2 separate regions of the Sus scrofa genome follow, and region 1 is linked to region 2. The links are chromatin contacts, called in public HiChIP or PLAC-seq maps. All regions are on one chromosome and are shown on one strand. The core of a region is the stretch at or near the end of the contact, and the rest is flanking DNA. Distances in the headings are between cores, read along the strand shown. Region 1 holds the start of LOC106510257 (a long non-coding RNA gene). Region 2 holds the start of WNT7B (protein Wnt-7b).

Region 1 (6,799 bases), core at 160-2,659, 100 kb before region 2:
TCCCCAAATCTGCAGGCTGCAAGTCCGGGGGTGTACGTTCCAGCCTGAAGGCCTGTGAACTTGATCCCCAGCGAAAGCCAGCTTCACTGCAAGTCCAAAGACAAGAGAAAACCCAGTCCCAGCTCAAGGCGGTCGGGAGGAGGAAAAGCCCTCCGTCTCAGGGGAGGGTCAGCTTCTCTGTTCTCGGGGCTTCCAAGCAATACGATGGGGCCCACCTGCCCTCAGGCTTCCGCTTGCTGGAGAGGCCTGTCTGCCTCGCTTACGCAGACCGGGTCCAGTGTGAGTCATCCAGACACACCCAGAACCGTGTTGGACCCCTTGTCTGGGCATGCCCTGGCCTGGTCAGGTTGACACAGGATGAACCATCACGCCTTGCCAGGGTCCTAGGGGTGGGGGGGCTTGTGTGTGTCCTGTTGCAGTGGAGGCTGCTGCAGCTGGGGCGGGAAGGGACCCTCCGCTGGCCCTGGCCATGTTAACTGCCTGGTTGCCCCTCTGCATTCCCGCTGGGCTGGCAGGGGCTGGGCCTGATGGGTATTTAGCACTGAGGCCTGGATTGTCCCCCCTCCCGTATCCGTGTGTTGAAGCCCTAACCCGAGGACCTCAGAATGTGGCTGAATCGGGGGAGAAGCCCCTTAAAGAGGTGATTTTATTAAAAGGAAGCTGTTAGGGCGGACCCCGGTCCAGTCTAACTGGACACAGACCCCAGGGGCGTGCGTGCTCCGAGGGACCATCTCACAGACAGGAGCAGGATGGCGGCCGTCCGCAAGCCCAAGGAGAGGCCTCGGAGGAAACCCGCCCTGCTGACACCTTGGTCTTAGACTTCTGGCCTCCAGACAGAGAGGCTGGGTGTCTGGGACTTAAGTCACAGTCTGTCACCTTGTTCTGGCGGCCCCAGCAGACAGACACAAGTGCAAGTGCTCCGTGTGTGCTGAAGGTCAAAGCAATAAACCACGGTGGCCCTTGTCCTGGAGGAGCCCCCTGTGTCATGGGGGAGGCCGACTCGAAGCAGGAGCTGCAGCCCTGGGCCCCAAAAGCCACCGTGGGAACAGAAGAGGCTTCCTGAAGGCTTCTGGCGGCCACTCCCCGTGGCTGTGGGTTCGAAAGGCGTTTTGAGCAGGGAGCCCGTGTGCATCAGCCTGGAGCCCGGAAGGACAGCGCCTCTGGGAACTTGGGGCGACCTCGTGTGCCCCCCCAAGGAGTTGGGCCCTGGCCTGAGACGGTGCGAAGCCCCCCCTCCGCCCCCCAGCAGGAGACCCTCACTCTGGCGGCTGCAGAGGTGTTGGACCAAGCAAAACAAGAGGCAGCCTGGCAGAGCAGAAAGCCTCGCTCACCACCGGCAGCGTCCCCATCTGGGGACGGCCAGTTACCGGGCATCTCCGAGTGCCAGCGCCTACCTCTTTTCCATCAGGCCAGAATCCAGCGAGGATTAACCTGACGGTTTGCGGCAGGGGCTCGCTTTTAGAAGATGCTCGGTGATTGGGCGGGTCCTCCCCCGCAGGGGGCGTGGCGGGAGCGGCACAGGAGCCCCGCCCAGCCCTGCCCCGCTGCCTCCCCTGACCCCCGACCTGCGTGGATCCTTCTCCCTCTGTTCCCCTAAGTCTTGCCCATTGTCCCAAACCCCCATAACACGCCCCTTCTCCAGGGGCCCTGTCAAGGGCGTAGGTTCACCTTAACCTTCACCTCCCACGAACCCCTGGGTTTTGCGGCGACTGCCTAGAGTGTTTCATGCGCCAGGACCACTGACTCAGAAGTGGCGCTGCAGGGGGTGGGGTGGGGGCGTGGATCTGGCGCCTTTGCACAGCAGGCCGCCGGGAAATGGTCACCACAGCGCATCGTGACTTTCACGCAGCTGTGCTCTGTGACCCCGACACCTGGCCAGCCATCCCTCCTCCAGCAAACAGCAAGTGCCGGGCACTCTGCCGGGCGCTGCGTCTGGACAGTCAGTGGTCCCCGTGCTGCCCCCGGTGTGCCGAGGGAGGCAGACGTTGACCAGATCATGAAAGAAAGTGCGGTTACAGCTGTGCTGGGTGCCCCGAGGGACACTCGGGCCTGCAGCGAGCGTGCATAGCAGTCGCCGCCATACCCACCTATGTCATGCCACCTGCACCCCTGCAACGAGCTCCACAAGGCTCTGCAAGAGCTTGTTTTCCCCAAATGTCTCTTTCCTCTTCCTGCCTCTGCATCCACCGGTCCCTCCAGCCCTCCTTCTTTGGGGGCTGGTCCCTCCACTTGAGCAGGGATGCCATCCCGGGTCACGGTCGTGGGGTGGGGGGTCTCTCTCTTCCTCCTGTGTGCGTCCTTTCCAACAGGCTCAAGTTTCACCCATCTAAAAACAACAACAACAACAACAACAAAAACCCCACACAACTCCCCAGTTCCAGACACCCTTTCATTCATTATTTAGCTCCGTTGTCTTCTGACTCTTGGTTCATATTTTTTTAAAAGAACTTTGAAAAAAATCTACACCAACATTTCAAGCTGATATTGTTCTACAGCTCAAGTATTTAGAGTTACAAATAATATCATTTGCCACAGATGGTAGAGAGGCTTTAAAGAAAACGAATACATCACTCCTGTAAGTGATTTTAACAGAATTGACATGTAGAAAAATGTAGTTCCCGCCACATCCATTTTATAGACAGAATGTGCTTTCTTTTCATGTTTGGAAATAATGTGTTTACGTTTTCTTCTAGCAGCTGCATTTCCATTTCACTTTACTCACAGAATTTTCTCCTAATGTCATGTTCTTATGCTTGAAGTCATACAGAATATGTATCACATCACATACAGAATTAAGTTCTGGCCATATGAGAATGAAATTAAAATCCATTGGAAAAAGATACCTGGACAATATCTGAATATTTGGAAATGAAAATGCACACTGCCCAATAGCCTGTGGGTGAAAGAAAAATTATAAAACACATTTAAAATGTTTGAGTGATAAGAAGAAGAGAATACAGCCAGCCCTTGGTATCTGTGAGGGGTGGGTTCCAGAATTCACCTCAGATACCAAAATCCACAGATGCTCAAGTCCCATTGTCCCCACCCCCCATGGCCAAAGTTCCGCATCTGCGGATTCAGTCCGTCCGGGAGCATGTGGCACCATGGTGTCTGAGGGCAACCGGAGGGCTAAGTGTACCTGCAGAGTTCAGACCTACGTTGTTCAAGGTCAGCTCTACATGAACAATTCTGAAACGCAGCTAAAGTTGTGTTGAAGGAAATTGAGAGCTTTTAAATGTTTTGTTAGAAAAGAGGAGAGATTAAATCAATCTGAAGTTTCCACCATGAGAAGCTAGAAAAAGAAGAGCTAGTGAAACACAAAGGACCAAGGACGTAGAAGAAAGCAAACTACCAGGGAAAGCAGAGATCAGGAGTTCCCGTCGTGGTGCAGTGGAAACGAATCCGACTAGGAACCCTGAGCAACAGATGGTAGAGAGCTCGGGTTCGATCCCTGGCCTCCCTCAGGGGGTTAAGGATCCGGTGTGGCTGTGGCTGTGGTGTAGGCCGGCAACTACAGCTCCGATTGAACCCCAGCCTGGGACCCTTCATATGCTGCAGGTGCGACCCTAAAAAGCAGAAATCAATAAAATAAGACATGGGCAAACAGCAGAGAAAACTCAGTAAAACCAAAAGCTGGTTCTTTAAAAAAAAAAAAAAAAAAATCAAGTTGACAAATCTCCAGTGAGCCTGCTCGAGGAAAAAAAATCCCACAGATTAACAAGATCAAGAAAAAGGGGACATCACTACAAATCCTACAGGCATGAAAAGGAAAATGAGGGAAAGAGGAATGTGTGTGCAAAAAAACCCCAAGAAAATTGAAATGATTTCTGCTAAAGACATGAATTATCAAAATGGACAAAAAAAGAAATAGAAGATCCACAGAGCCCTATATCTGTTAAAGAAATTGAATTGGCGATTGAACTTTCCACCAAGAAAATCCCAGGCCGCTGTCTCCAGTCCGAACGCCCTCTGAAGCATGCCGCACCCGGGAGCCAGCGCGAAGTTTCTAGAACATGAATCAGCCACGTCATCCCCCCACTCCAAGGGTGGCTTACCCCCCAGCATGCCTTTCCAGGCAGTTTGGTCTGGGTGCTGCGTGCTTCTCCACAGCCTCATCTCTAAGCACCATCCCTCCCGACTCCCCGCACGTACGCGCACACGCATAGGCTCGGCACAAGCCTGATTTCTACCGCAGCAGCTCTCCGCTGGCAGTACCCTCCACCCCCGCCAGGGGGCATTTGGGAACTCGTGGGAGCGTGAGTTGTCACCGCGGCTATGGGAGGACGTGACTTGACATTCAGGGGGCAGGAGCCAGGGCGTCAAACATCCCTAAATGCCTGCCACAGACCCCACAGTGAAGAATCACCCTGTTGAGAAAGCCAGGAGAACCCCACCGAGTCTTGCCAGGATGAATTTCCTCCCGGTGTTACCTCGTCTTCACCTGCCTAATTGTGACTCAGCCTCCTGGGCTCTGCTTCCAAACACATGCCCAACAAACCTACTGCCTCGAACGTGCCTCCCTCCCCCTGCACCCCTTTATTAAATAGAAGTCAGGTTCGAGTCCAGGGGCAGAGACTTTTAGCGCGAATGCACCCCGCAAGGCACTAAGGGGAGGGGGGAGGAAATTCTAATATTTGCTCTGTAACCATGGTGTGTCTGCCCCACTCTTGCAGGAGAGGCTTTTTCCTGATCTCCGTTTTCTTTGCCTGTGTCCCTCTGGAGCCCGGGCCCACCCCTGGTCCCCTGGCATGGCCCCGCTCTCCTCCCCTCCCACAGGCCCCTCCAGCTCTGCTCTTTGCTGTTTCAGTTCATCTGTCTCCCAAGGTCTAGCTTTCGTCCAGCTGTCCCCCCTCCTCGCTCTCAGTCCGGGGAGCCCATCTACCTTTGGGCCACCTGTCCCCATGCCCCGGGGCAGGTGCTTGGGCTTATGGTTAAAGGGAGCAGGCAGGCAGGACAATCTCCATCCCTTTGTACTCGGGGCTGGACGCGCCGCGGAGCTGGCCCCGTGGCTACTTGTCTATCACTTTTTCAACGTTTTGCCTCGTGATCACAGGCTGCGGTCTGGCCGAAATCTGGAGAGAGAGCCCCCCGCCCCGTGCAGTTGTCATTGATTCTTTACTTCTGTATGTGCACAGCGAAGTCTAAAGAACTGTCATTCAAGGCAAGAGGATTAGCCTCGCCCATGGGAAGGGAAAATTGGGAAGGGAAAAAAAAAAAAAAAAACCTTGTCTGAACTTGAAAATAAAAATGCTGATGTGGTTTTTATTCCAGAAACATATCTTACTGATTAAGAGCACGGAGAGCTCCCGGCTCGTGGGTGGGCCAGCGTAGTTGGCCTCCCCGCTCTCCAAGGCCCAGCCACCTGCCCGCCCGCAGCGTGTCGGAGGCAGCAGACGGTGTGGATTCGCCCAGCGCACACCTCGTGGGCACACGTGGGGCATTGGACAGACCCACTCAGATGGGGCGGGTGCCTTCGCTCTGCTGGTCCACCTTCACGTCGGGACGGAAAGGCGGCAGGTCACCGTGGAAGGAGCGTGGACTTGGGGTCAGTAGGGCTGCTTCTCAGTTGAGTGATGCTGGGCACGTGACGGACTCCGTGTGCCTCAGTTTCACCATCTGTGAAATGGAGATCGTGGCAGCCTCCTAGTTGAGGTTGATGAAGTCACTCAGATGCCTTCCTTGGTCCATAGAACAGATGCTCCCCGAGCAGCCACCATCCCAGCGCCAAGAGGGTGACACATGGCCGACCTGAGTCTCCCCCATACCCTCCGCCCTTGGCCACCGGAGGCCACTGCCCCTTCCAGGCAGCCTTCTCTTTCAGGATACTCTGCTGGGCATTTGAGCCATAGGAGCGGCCTTGGCTCCGGAGGGGTCAGGGGGCAGCCTCCACGTCCATGGCTGTGGAACGGGGCTGACACCTCTGCCCACTTGGACCACACAGGGCTGGTGGCCTGGCGTGACCACCGAGGCCCCTGCCAGCAAGGCCGTCCTCGCCAAGGGCTGGATTCCTCCCGGCCAGGCCCAGCTGGCGTTTTCTCCAGTTTCACTGGGTTGGGCTGCAGAGCGATTGCCCGATTGATAACGCTGTAATTGGGGTGACTTGGGTGTTTAACTCCCTGCTCCTGCCGGTGACTCACGCGTGCGGAAGGCAGCGGCGCACCGTCCTCAGGCCGGGAGACAGCGCAGCCAGCCAATCGGCGACTCAGGTTTCACCACCTGGGCGTCTGGATGTGAGGTCCTTGATGCACCCAGAGATTCCACACCTCGGGAGGTGTTTACGGGAGCCTTTGTTCCCAGAGTCCTGCACCAGTAGGGTGTTCTCTGAGGCATGTAGCTGGCACTTAGAGGGTTTCCAGCTGCACTCTGTTCCCAGCGATTAATATCCTGTAAATAATAAATCTGCTCGGGAGCCAAGCTGCCCCCCCCACTCCTGTCCTCCCCCAGCTCCTGACATTGCCGCTCCCCCTCCCTCCCACTCCACCCCTCCTCTTGTTTCCCTCCGCTTTCTCCTGCTTCTTCCTGGGGTCCCTGCCCCCCTCTGCCCTCCTTTGTGGGGGGGTGTCACTCATTCATACTCTCCCCCCAGGGCACAGCCTGGCTGGGAGTTGGACCCTGGCGTGGACAGACCATGACCCAGGGGCCAGGCAGGTGGTGGGGAGCGTGGAGACCAGGCCAGAGCAGTCCCGAGCCATCGCAGCCCTCTCCCCACTGGCGGGGGCTGAGCCTTGAGGACCACAAGGTTTGGCTTGGGGAGGGGCGAGGACTGCGGCTTCCATCCCCTGGGAAAAAGTTGAGCTTC
Region 2 (7,061 bases), core at 4,123-6,622:
CACAGGTAGCTGCCGCTGGACAGGATGAGAAAGATCTGCGGGCAATAGATGGAGAGGAGCGCGCTGCGCGGCGACAGCAGGAGCATGGTGGGCCCGCGCTCCTGGCGGGGCTGGGCAGGCCCCGCGAGCAGAGCGCGTGGGCCAGCTGAGGCTGGGGTCTCCGCGGCCCTCCCCCAGGTAGGGCAGCGGCACAGGGCGCTAGGGACCACAGGGCGCTAGGGACCGGGGCGCGCGGGCCCCGGCGCGGTGGTCGCCTGTGCCCCGCCGCCAGGGCCGCGCATCTCGCTGGGGCTGGGGTTGGGGCTGGAGTGCCAGGCGAGGGAGCGGGCAGTGGGCAGCGGGTCCGTCTCCGCCGCAGTCTGGCCCTCCGTCCGTCGATCGGTCGGAACCAGCTCTGTCGCTCGCTCTGGCTCACGTCTTCCAGTCTCCCGAGGCGCGCAGCTGCCATTGGACGGGCCACCCCTACATCCGCCTCCTCCGCGGGCGGGTTTTTTAAAGGGGAGGCTGACCGAAGCGTGCGGCGGGAGCCGCCTCCAGGGCTTGCCCAAACTGCCTTGGCTCCGACAACCCCCCCCACCCCCACCCCGCCAGCAACATCAGCGAGGCATACGGCTCCAGCCTGCTCCGGAGGGTGCACCTCGGGGGGCGGGGGTGGGGGGAGGCACCGCGGGATAACCGTGCGGGGGCGTGCGCTTCTCTTGGGGGTTGTGCTGGGCAATGTGTGTTCCTGTGTGCAAGCACGTGCCTGCATATGCCTGTGTGTGCCTGCGGGAGCGTAGGCGCTCTGTGAGGGCGCAGGGTGTGCGCCCGAATGCCCCCTGTGCGCTGCGCCTGTGCCTTCGCGCCCTTGGGTTTGGTGAGACTGGCCGCTGCCGCTGCCAACCAGGCCCAGCATGGTTGGGCTCACCTGTGCGCAAGCGCACTGGCCTCTGCAGGGTCCTGCCTCAAGTCTCTTTAGAGACGCGAACCGTGGGAACGCGCCCCCAACAAGTGCACAGCAGCCCCCAACTCTGGCCTGCCCTACCTCACTTCTTTCGTTCTCCTTTGAGGAGTTGGTTGGCATAGGTGTGGGGAGATCGAAAGAACACACTTTTCTTTCTTTCTTTTCTTTTTTCTTTTTTTTAGGGGGGGGGTGTCTTTTTAGCGCCGCAGTCGCAGCATATGGAGGTTCCCGGGCTAGGGGCCGAATCGGAGCTGTAGCTGCCAGTCTACACCACAGCCACAGCAACTCGGGATCAAAGCCGTGTCTGCGACCTACACCACAGCTTATGGTAACGCTGGATCCTTAACCCACTGAGCGAGGCCAGGGATTGAACCCACGTCCTCATGGATGGTAGTCAGATTCATTTCCATTGAGCCGCAACAGGAACTCCCGAAGAACACACCTTTCTGAACATCCTCCTTCCAGGGATTTTTTTTTTTTTTTTAAGCCCAAGTCACATTTTTGAGTCCCACCTCCTATTGTCTGCCCAGCCTGGCTACATAAGAATATGAATGTCCGTCTAGACAGCAGTGCAGACCCCTTAAGCAGGAGCTAAGACACGAAGAGAGAAGATGACCACGAACAAGTCTGTGCAGTGGTCTCCAAGGAAGTGGATTCCCTGGCTTCTCCGCCTGGCCTGGAGATTCTTCCAGAGCTTCCTGGGGGAGGTGGCCGCCTCCCCCACCTTCATCCCCCTGGGGCAGGGCCTCTCAGGTCCCTGTGGGCTCTTCTACCTCTCCTGACCCCAAGAGTGGGAGGCAGGTGTGGAGCAAGGCTGGTCCTGGAACTTCATGACCTCCGTTCTGGGGGGTGCCAGACTTCAGATGCCTCCTACTGGCCCTGGCTCGGCGTCCTCCAGGGCCGCCGCTTGGAGGTGGCTCAGCTCCAAAGTGAGGAGCCGAAACTCCTCAAAGCCATGTGTTTCCAAATCACCCTGAAACCAAGGCGCATCTGCTTTTGAAGCCCTGATCTGCCAAAGAGTCTCAGGGGCTGAGGGCTCCATGCCTGCCGGCCCAGGGGCTCCCCTGGGGGCTGCACATCTGCACCAGCACCCAGGCTGGGGGCATGGGGCTGTGGGGAGGGGAGCAGCCCCTGAACACCCATAAGCATGGACGGCTGGGCTGGGGTGGGGGGTAGAGCTATAATCACAGAAAAGTCCCCCAACACCTACAATCTCAGATACTTTCTTAAAACTTTTTTGACCCTAAAATCCCAACCCCTGGGAATCCAGGTGGCCCAGAATCCGCTCTCTGGAGGAGTCCCTGGGTTCCTGCCATGGCGGGGACCTCACTAACAATATGAAAGGGTTGATTTCATGGGGATACCGTCCACCCCACCCGCGGAGCACAGGCCCCCAGGACTAAACTCAGCATCCGGTGAAAGAGGTGCTACTGTTACTCCGTGTTCCCAGTGAACAAAGGTGGGCTGGGAGAATAGAGAGCTCACCTGAGGCCACCCAGCAAGGAGTGACAGGGAGGATGGATCCCCAAACCTTGTCCTTGAGGCACTAGGCTTCCGGGTCATTTAACCCCTTAGATCACATCCAGGCCGAGCACACTCCCACCCTGTGTAGCCAAGATGGGCTGCAAAGAAAGCAGGCCCACTCCCCCCACCCCATGCAGGCACCTCAGTGTGAGGTGGCAGGGGCTGAGCCCCCTCCCTGCCCTGCCTTCCCCTCTGCAGACCCCAGGGTGGCTCTCTGGCTTTCCTGGCTGTGGTTTCACAGGGATGCTTAGGAGTGAGAGGGTGTGTGTTTTAGGGGCCGCCAAGGGGAGGCCTTTCCTTCCCCAGGGCTCCTTGGCAGGGACAGAGGAAAGAACCAGGGCCACCACCTGGCGGGTCTCACGCGGTCCAGGCGCCTGGGCACACAGGCTGGGTCTTGCCTCATTAGATTCTCTCTACATAGACACTAGCCACCACCCTCCCCAGGGCGGTCAGAGCTGCAGTCCCATGTACAGGCGGGAACCGGGCTCAAGGAGGAGCGGGGAGGGGGCGCCGGCCCGTGGTCTCGGCGACCTGGAGCCCTGGGAGTCCAGCCTAGGCATCGCCTTCGGCTTCTCCTACTGGCGGGGACTGGGGAGATGGGGCTGGATCCATAGAGCTCTCCCCACGGCTGGAAGCGCAAGCGGGTGCTCTCCGATGACTCCTGCTGAGGAGCTGGTGTTCGGGAGAGCAGCCGGTGGTGGAAGTCCCAGCTCTGCCACTTACTCTTGTGGACAGTCACTTGGCCTCCCCTGCCCCATCCCTTCCCAGTCCTTAAAACAAGAAAATTGAAAGCACTTACCTCCAGGGTTGCCTGGAGGCAACAAGGCCTCAGTTCGAGAAGCAGGTGGCGGAGCGTAAGCCTCTTTGGGGGCTGCCCATTACTTTAGGGGGCACAGGGGGCGAAACTGTAACCTCAGGGGCTGCTGAAGAGTCTGGAAACCCATGCCTCCCTCCCCAATCCCCCCCAGCGCCCCACCTCCCCAGCAGACTCAGCACAGGGCACCCTCACCTCCCATAAACAAACACCCAGGGACACAGCCTACACACAGACCCACAACAAACAGAGCCACCAGCCGCCGCAGACACGCCCGCCCAGGCCTGCAGAGCTGAGGCTAGGACAGGGAGCTTCCAGCCCTGCCTTTGCCTGGCCTTGGTCTCTGCGGGCCTGGGCCTCAGTTTCTCCTTCTGTAAAATGGTGGAGAGGGCCATGGAGGGAGGGGCGGTGGATGAAATTATTCTCAGGTCGGCTTCTGCCTCTCCGCCCGCCCGGGAGGCGAGGCCGTGACTCCGGCCCTCCCTCGGGGCTGTTCCCCAGCTCTCCCCGCCGCCGGGACCCGGCCTGCCTTCCCGTGGTTGGCAGCGCACAGTAGGCGCGCAGGGCGCGTGGTCGGGGCGCGGAGCCGTGGGCGCCCAGGGCGAGGGGCCCCGCACCCCCTCATGGTCACATCGCCCCCCACCCCCACTTCGAGCGAGGCCGAGACAGATTCTGTCTAAAGGAGATCGCAGCTCAACAGGTAAGGACTCGGCTGGGTTCAGGAATGTGGAAATACGACTCGGAGCAGCTACTGCAGCGAGCAGCGAGCGCGGCCCGCCGGGCGCCCGCCCGCCCGCCCTCCGGGCCGCGCGAGGGGGAGCGCGGCGAGAGGGGGCCGGGCAGAGGGCCCCCGGCGGGCGGGGGCGCCGGGCCGGGACCGAGCCCGAGGCGGCCCGGCCGCCCGCGCGGCCCATCCCGAGCCAGCCGGACGAGTTGTCAAGGTAATTTCAACACGTCCGGGTGATGGATAGAGACGAAGGGCCGTGGCGAGTGCCCAGGCCTGCGCGCTCGCTGCCGGGGTGCGCGTCCCCGCCCGCCCGCCCGGGGCCCTCGGCCGCCCGAAGCCCCCCGCCCCCCGCCCCGGCGCGCCCTCCAGGCGGCGAGCGCTCGGCCTGGGCTCGGCGCCCGGCGCGGCCCGGGGGAGGGAAGGCGCGTCCCACCCCCGGGGCCTGGAGCCCAAACAGGTGAAAGTACGCGCCGGGCACGCTCGCCGCTACCCGCGAGCCGGGCCGCCCGCGCGTCCTGCTCTCCCTCCTCCAGCCCTGGGCCGGGCGCCCCTCGGGAGTGCCCAGGGCTCGAAGGGCTTGGCTGCATCTCTGCCGGCCCGGGACGAGGGTCCAACACTCAGGCCAGCCTCGGATCCCCGAGAGCCGCTATGCCCCACGCCTGTACCCATGGCCCCCTGGGGGACCCTACGGAGGCGGCTCCTGCAGGCTGCTCAGATCCCGGGCAGCGGCCCCTGCCCACTGGGCTACTCACCCAAGCTTCACGTAGAGAACGCCAAAGCAGAGAAACACGTAGAAAATCCACTTGCGAAAGTTTCTGTGCATGATCCAGGGAGGGGGGCTGCGCCATAGACAGCGGCGGCCGGAGGGGACGCGCGGGCCGGGCGAGGATCGCGCGGGAGCGGGGGGCGGGGGGCGGCGGCTTCGGTGGACAGCTCTCAGCCGGCGCTGCGGCTCCGGCGGCCGGCGACGCGCGGGCACTCGGCGCGCGCTGCCACCATGGTGAGCCCGGGCCGCCGCCGCGTGCGCCTCGGGGAGTGACCTGGGCCGGGGGCCGTCACCTCGGAGCCGGGCGGAGTGACCACAGGGCCCCACGGGCGCCGGCTGGGGCCGAGGCGCGAGCGCAGCGGGCGGGCGGGCTCTGCCGCCACTGGGGGCAGCCGCCTGGGGCCGTGCGCGCCTCGCTGAGCGCTGCGGCGGCCAATGTGTCCGCACTTGTCGGCCTCCCCAGGTGACTCGCGCCCCGGCAAGCGAGCTGCGAGCGAGCCCCAGGTAGGAGGATCCGCCTCCCGCCCGCCCTCCTCGCTCGCCGTGCGCTCTCTCTCCCTTGCTCCCGGGCTCTCCCTCCCTTTTCTCCTCCCTTCCCGTGACACACAAACGCATCTATCCCCGGAACCCCCTCCCCAGGCCGGCTCCCTTCCGATTGCCCTCCCGGGACTCGGGGGGGGGGGAGGGGGTTGGGTGCTTAGAGGCGGGGGGCGGGGGGAGGGGGAGGGTGCGGCCGGGAAAAGACACCTGCGGAGGGCCCCGCCGCTCCTCTGCACCCGTGGGGGTGGGGACCGGGGGGAAGGGCCGACTCAGGTTGTGGTAGCCATTTGGCTTCAGTGTTTAGTGGGGGGGGGGAAGAGACCACCCACCCCCATCGCGTTCTGGGCGCGCTTCTCCTTCCCCCAGCAATTCTTTACATGAGGTCCCCCAGGGCCACACCCTTAGCCCAGGCATCGCTGCCAGCCCCACAGACTTGGATCAGAGCCCTCCTCCAGCGCCCAGAGTCCCCCCACACCTGTCGATCCTGCTGTTAGTGGCGCTTAATCAGAGTAGGAACAAGGAAGGAACAGAGAGATAGGCCTGGCCAGATGCAGGAGGATGGCTCAGATGACCTGCTATGGCAGCCACTTGGCTGAGCACCATGGCGGAGGAGGAGGAGGAGGATGTAGAGGGGTCCCCTGGCTCTGTGGAGGCTCCTACCCCAAGGACCCCTGCTGGCTTTCCCGGCCACCCTTGTTCCCCTCCGTCTGCTGTGTCTCCTCTGCAGCGCTGGGCTCCGTATTCATGTTCAGCGCCCAGAGCTTGGGGCCGGAACCACCACCCAGCCTCGCACACTGGAGGGGCCTGATTTGGCTCCGTGCCCCGGGAGTGGGTACCAAGTAGCAGACCCTGCCGCTGGGCAGAACCCCTGTCTGTTCTGAGAGGGCAGAATGGTGAGCCTCTGCCTCATCGCCGTCCTGGCCAGGCTCCTGCCCTGCTCCGCGGGTTTACAGACCTGGACGCCTTCCAAGGTGCCACTCCTGGGCAAGTGAATGGAACTGGGAAGCGCTTGGTCACCGAGGACCAGCCAAGACTCGAGACTTGCTGGGGTGAGAGTATGAGCACCAGAGGTGGGGGCGGGGGGGGGGTAGGAGGAGTGCTTCCAGCCACCCTTGGCCCCACCTAGTCCAGGCCCAGCCCAGCCGGGACTTTAACTCAGAGCCCACCTTCCGCCCCCCCAACAGTCCCTCTCGACCCCCTGCTCCTGATCCCCCCTTAATCCTTCCAAATCCCCTGAACCTTTGCCACGACCCTGGCGCGGGCCATTCCTCGGCCCCTCGATCAGAGGCGGGGCCGGTGCAGCTGTGCGGAGCGGGGCGGATAAGGAGCATTTACAGATGAAAGCGAGTGGGAGACAATCGCAGGCAGGGAGGTTGAGGCACAGAAAGAAGTGAAATGACAATAGAGGCTTCACCCTCGAGGGTCCCCTGTGTCCCAGCGCCCCAGATGTCACCCCGTTCCACGGAACAGGAAGCTGAGTCCTGGAAATGGGAGGGTCGGGGGCCGAGCCCTCGCAGCCGGTGGCTGGAGCGGGACCGACTGGGAGGTGGGAGTCGCGGGAGGAGCTGGGGCGCGCGAGACGATGCTGCCACCCGGCGGTGACACGGCAGATGCTCCGACGCGAGGCGGCGGGCGCGCCAAGACCGGGGTGGGAGAGGGGTGTTGCGGGCCGCTTGAGCCACGCCAGGTCCCGGGACTGCGAGGCGGGCAGTGTGCCCCATCCTGGCACAGATTCTGGGAGCCGCCT

Evidence for each region. HiChIP or PLAC-seq counts read pairs in DNA pulled down with a chosen protein or histone mark.
Region 1: a contact with region 2 is called in an H3K27ac HiChIP or PLAC-seq map of alveolar macrophages, with 4 times the contacts expected there. The contact joins the enhancer-like site here to the promoter of WNT7B in region 2. A contact is called at or near these places in 1 of 5 promoter capture datasets (liver), 19 of 47 Hi-C or Micro-C datasets (adipocytes, alveolar macrophages, embryonic fibroblasts and 12 more) and 2 of 2 datasets of contacts at active chromatin or transcription factors (alveolar macrophages and skeletal muscle).

What each region holds. Positions count from the first base shown.
Region 1 is chr5:3,618,686-3,625,484 of Sscrofa11.1, reverse strand. It overlaps LOC106510257 (a long non-coding RNA gene), which reads right to left and starts at 6,457. Exons shown (of 2, transcript XR_001308621.2): 1 at 6,138-6,457; 2 at 5,243-5,616. Within about 2 kb of position 1,409, at least 9 of the 83 cell types and tissues checked have an H3K27ac peak or open chromatin away from gene starts, as enhancers often do. A contact at or near this core is called in alveolar macrophages, where this site is marked.
Region 2 is chr5:3,519,723-3,526,783 of Sscrofa11.1, reverse strand. WNT7B (protein Wnt-7b) reads right to left here and starts at 5,372. Exons shown (of 4, transcript XM_021091384.1): 1 at 4,761-5,372. The coding sequence starts at 4,831. LOC110260613 (a long non-coding RNA gene) reads left to right here and starts at 3,499. Exons shown (of 3, transcript XR_002343852.1): 1 at 3,499-3,981.